Linked DNA regions of Gossypium hirsutum: region 1 is linked to region 2. The links are chromatin contacts, called in public Hi-C maps. All regions are on one chromosome and are shown on one strand. Each heading gives the region's core, a stretch centred on a gene start, on an enhancer-like site or on the middle of the called end of the contact. The rest is flanking DNA. Distances are from core to core; before and after follow the strand shown.

What was found. A called contact is a pair of places that touch in the nucleus more often than the background predicts.
Region 1: a contact with region 2 is called in a Hi-C map of hypocotyl, with 1.8 times the contacts expected there. The contact joins the promoter of LOC107915183 here to the enhancer-like site in region 2. A contact is called at or near these places in 6 of 34 Hi-C or Micro-C datasets (fibers, hypocotyl, leaf and 1 more).

Annotation. Positions count from the first base shown.
Region 1 is chrD08:9,056,905-9,059,604 of Gossypium_hirsutum_v2.1, reverse strand. It overlaps LOC107915183 (auxin-induced protein 22D), which reads right to left and starts at 1,284. Exons shown (of 4, transcript XM_016844345.2): 1 at 849-1,284; 2 at 562-767; 3 at 368-467; 4 at 1-274. The coding sequence starts at 1,072. The coding sequence ends at 202.
Region 2 is chrD08:9,023,343-9,026,042 of Gossypium_hirsutum_v2.1, reverse strand. No RefSeq gene overlaps it. Among protein-coding and RNA genes, the nearest start is that of LOC107908290, 16 kb to the left of the region's middle. Within about 2 kb of position 1,367, at least 3 of the 9 cell types and tissues checked have an H3K27ac peak or open chromatin away from gene starts, as enhancers often do. A contact at or near this core is called in hypocotyl and leaf, where this site is marked.

The DNA of each region.
Region 1 (2,700 bases), core at 35-2,534, 34 kb before region 2:
TTTTGTGCTATAAAACAAGTATAGATATTTGACATGCATAGAGGAGGCTAAAAAGGCCAGCCATGTCGTCAAATCTTTGAGAAATTTTGCTCTAGCAAATAGCCCCCTCACTTTCCAGGAAGACCAAATTGATCTTCCTTGCAGAATTTGGATTATCCAAAGCCAAAGAAAACTTTCTTTCTTGTTAAATAATTTGGTGGCTCATACACAGCCCAACCCTCTAGCTTCTGATCCTTTCATGATTCTCAGCCTCTTGCAGGAGGAAATGAACATCCTGTAAACAAATGAGAGAATAAAAAAATGAGTTTATTGGTAATTATAACCAAAGGAATTCAATATATATTTAAGTATGGAGAAAAAAACTTACTCCCAGGGAACATCTCCAACAAGCATCCAGTCACCATCTTTGTCTTCATAAGTAGGAGCATAGTCAGATCCATTGTAGCCTTCCCTCTTTGAGTATGCACCTTTAAAATTGCAGATCAATAAGCCAATCAGAACTATAGCTTTTTTATCATAGGGTTGATTTAATTTAATTTAATTTGTCAAGGGAAATCTTACCAATGGTGAGCTTGAACATATTTTCCAAAGCTTTGAGGAGTTGAGGATAGCTCCTATAAACCTTGAGATCAATCTTTCTGAGATAAGGAGCTCCATCAACGCTTACTTTCACATACATCCCCATCCCTTCAACTTCATTTCTCTTCGAACTTTGTAAGCAATTTTTCCTGTATGATCGGATTGGTGGCCATCCTACGACTTGTTCCCTGCATTAATCCATGGAATTTTACGTTAAAATTCTGTTATCAGCCTTACCCTATAGTCTTCACCGGTAAATATATACTTACTTGGCAGGAGGGGGACTGTCTTGATCATCACTCCCAGACATTGTAATGCTAGAACTGCTCTCAGAACTCGATACCTCAGAAATCTCAGGTGCAGTTCTTTTATTATTTCTGATACTGGGATTTGTTTTTCTTTGGGGCTCATCATCACCACAACCAGGCAATCCCAATCTTAGCTCAGTTGCCATGAGATTGAGATCATTCTCGTAATTCACTCTCCTTTCCATTGCTATACCCTTCAATGTTGCTCCAAATCTTGTACAAGTTGACGAATTTTCTTTTGCAGATTCCTTTTAAAAACTCTTTTAACTCTCCTTTTTTTGTGGTTGCTGTAACTGTATGTTGATGAGGATGAAGATGGGGAGGGCAGGGTAACTAGTTTTATAGGGGGGCTTGAAAGGGACAATTTCTGAGCTGTAGGTGACTTTGCTTTCTCCTGCATGTATTTCATTGATGAGAAATGATAAATGGTATCCTGCGAACGCGGTGTACTACGCGCTTCCTCCACGACACAATGACTTGGGATTCGGGGACACGTTGAGCAAAGCGCGTGGATTGGGATCCCAGACAACTATAGATATGGCTGCCTGTTACATGTGGGGCAGTGTCGAGTTTGGTGCACCAAATGAAGGGGACAAAGGAGGGACAACCACACCCGATGACATTGAAGAATGTGGACCGAATTGGACGGCTGAGATTGGGGGTCTGAGGGTGAGGATTTCATTGGAGAGTCTAATTACGAAATTAGCCCTTTGATTTTCCTTTATATCTGAAAATTGAGAAGTTAATTCAGTTGTTGATTTTTAGGTCAACGATTTGACAGTAAGAATTAACAATGTTATTCAATTAGACTACTTCCAAAGTATGAAGATCAAATTGTAAGGGACTAAATGATTAATTTTCATAGAATAGGGATGAAATTCAAAATAACAAAAATTTGGTAGGATCACGAGGGGGGGTTGGGAACAGCAACATGTGAAAAGGGGGTCCCACGTAGATGTGATTTGATAGTTAAGGCAATTACATGTGGGGTTGACAACAGTGAGACCGTTCTTTAATTGATGACTTGTAAAATGTAACATGTCATGCGGCACTGCCAATGCTGCTACCTCTTTGTTGTTGTGTCTCTAAGGTTAGAAATTGCCGGCTTGTCCAGTTCACAAATTTTGATCTTCAAATATCTCAATGAGTGATTGGATTGGAAATAGAAGGAGATCCCCCAAATCTCATCCTCTTCTCCACAAATTAAAATATAACTTAAGTCTTGCTTTTGAAAAATACATTTTTTAGAAATTTAGTCCTTTATTTTTTTTAAATTTAAAATTTAATTGTTAACACTGTTAAAATTATTTTGTTAATTTTATGTTCATTACAAAATTATTTTTTATAAGGCTACCAAGTGAGTTTTTTTTTAAAATTTCAAAATGTCTCACTAACAAATTTAACAAAAAAAAAGAAGAAAATGTTAATAATGTTAATAATTGAATTTAAATTTTGAAATTTTAAAAGTAAAGAAAATAAATTCTTGAAAACAAAAGTATAGGGACTAAATTTTAAAATTTAGAAGAGTACATGGACCTATGCAAATTCTAACCTCAAAAGTATTTTTGAGGTCATAAGCAACGTTAAATAAATAACTTTTGAAGTCAAAAATAGTTTTGGACTCAAATGCAAAAGATATAATTATTAGCTTTTGCATTTGAAAAAACACTTTTGAAGTCAAACCACATTTTTAACCTTGGTTTATAATCCAATATATTTTATGTAATATTTATATGGGTATACAATTTTTTTTATTAAAATTTGTTTCAAATGTATAATATTATATACTTGAATTTGTAATAATTATATTTTA
Region 2 (2,700 bases), core at 118-2,617:
GTTACCATCTTGTTTTATATTATGTGTGAATTGTATTTGGTTTCATCTATATGTTTAGTTATAAGTAGAATTTAGTGAATTTGGCATGTGGCTTAAAATGGATTGAATTGAAAAGTCATGTGAATATTGACTATTATGAAATAATACATCGTGCAAAATGTAAAAGTTGATTGATTATAGAACTTGTAAATGAAATAAGAAATTATGTATCGGGATTAGTAATGATATATGTACGAAGATAATACCCGTATGAATTTAGTAAAAAGTTGCATGTGCTCGTCCAAATATAGATTAGGTGCACTATATTAATACATATTATTAGGAATCACCATTCAACGAGTATGGTCGAATACAGAATACTGAATGGTGCTAGATATCGATGCTGTGATAGGCTCGTATAGATCATCCAAAGGTACATTTAGATTGATACTCAACTCGCACACTATCATATCCTCTGAGACGTTGATGGTATGTCTATGTGGGGTTCTTGAATTTCAACTTCATGACGCATTGTTGGGGAATTATTCACAGGTAGTCTTGATGAATCGGGAGCTTCAACTATCGCATTTCTGTGCTCCGCATTGTTGCAATATTTCCGGTTCTATGATGAACTATTGTAATTGTTTGGACATCTTCAACATTGATAAGCTCAAGTTAGTTATGCATGACAGGAATTGACCACGTCATAAATCTATAAAAGATTACGGATAATATCCACCCACGTAGAGCTACAATTTTAGTCACAATCTTCAATTTGACTCATGAAGTTAGATACCCTTTTTAAGCTTTATACTAATTTTACATCTCAATTCGAATACAATGCCAATTTTAGTGCAATGAATTTATTCATTTTAAGGTAAGTTTAGATGGATGGTATGTTTACCTATGATTAGTGTAAAAATAACAGTGGCAGTGAGATTAGATACTGTAACGATATTGTAGCGTGAGACAAAAAATAAGTTAAACGCACCGTACCCTATCACCCATCCAAACCCACCTTTAATAGACAATAACAATAAAATAATTACTCATCTTTATATTTCTTTTATAAAATATAATAAATTTAAAAATTATATAGAGAAGTAGGCTAACTTTTTTATTATTTAGAAAATTAAGGTAGTTTAATTCAAATTTCATTTTTGGAAAAAAAAAAGAACTACACAATTTTTTTGATAATAAAAAGGTTATCCTTAAATAATATTTTATTTACAATATTCTTTTTAAGAAGCCTAAAGGGGTCAACCAGCTTTTCTTCCAAGATAAATGCCAACTGCCAAGTTATCATATCATCGAAACACACGAGTGGTGGTGTATTGATTGCTGATGTTGATAGTAAGGCTGAAGACAATTAAGAGCAGTCCCCACCCTGCCCCTTCTTGTGTTGCTGTAATTATTATTGGGTTTGGTATTTGCTTTTCATGCCCACCCACCATTTCAACCCATTCTGACAAATTTAGTTTTGATATTTATATATTTTATTAATTTAATATTTATCTTTTAATTAAATTCGTTTATTTTTTTAAAATTAATCTTTTAATGGAAATAATAAATAAAAAATTAATTTTTTAACATTGTTGGCTTGACAATTCGCATGATCATTCATGTGCACGTCATATTAACCTAATATCATTTGTTTTATATTTAATGCCAATAAATAATTTAAAATTTATAAAAAAATTAAAATTAAAAGTAAAAAATATATAAAAAGTTCATAATTTTTTTAAAAAAATTAGCATGAAATATATGTTAATTGTTGCCTTATTTAAAAATTTAACATTTTAATTAGTATTTTCATTAAAGAAAAATTATTTTCTCTCCAAAATTGATGATCAATTTTAATTCTTTTTAAAAGGTTAAAAATTTGAATTTATCTTTAAGAAATAATTAAGCTTTCATTATCTTAAAAAAGAATTCTAATTTTATGGACTTAAATATTCATAAATGTCGATTTTTTAAAAAATTTATGTGAATAAACTGATTTTTGAAAAAATTAAGGTAACAAGTCAATTTTACAAAAACACGTTCAGCTGGAAGTAATTTTCTACCCTTCCACTTGGACACATTTTCAGCGTATTGATAGAAAAAAACTTCTTTTTGCCACATCAATATTAAAAGTGGCAACACCAATATTTTTTCTTATTTTTTGGAGCCACCTATTAATGTGGGAATAAAACTTACAAAATAGGTCTTTATATAGACTCAAAGTCTCATTTCTATTATTTTCTTAAACTGTTGTGCGGAAGCGTGTAAAAGAGTAAAATTATTGTACTAAAAAATCACACTAAGTTCAATTCCCAGGAAAGAGAGGTGGATCACAAGAATCGCTTAAGTACCAGGTCTTTCCTAGCCAGAATATCTCTCAATCGTAATTTAATAGCACAATAAATCACTACAATCACATACACAATTCATGCAGAATAATACAATAAAGAACACAAGAATTTAACGAGGTTCAGCAAATTTTGCCTACGTCCTCGGGCACTACCAAATATATTTCACTCCAAAATACAAGTGAGAATTTACAAAGAGAGAGAGAGAAAACAATGCCTTAAGTAGAGAATGGCAAGTTTGAGATACAGAATGAGAGATGGTTATGCCTATTTATAGTTGAGGTTCAGGGATCAACTTGCAAAGTCACTTTACAATTAGGGACCATATATTGCAAATATCTCAGATTTTATTATGCCAATATCTCGATAC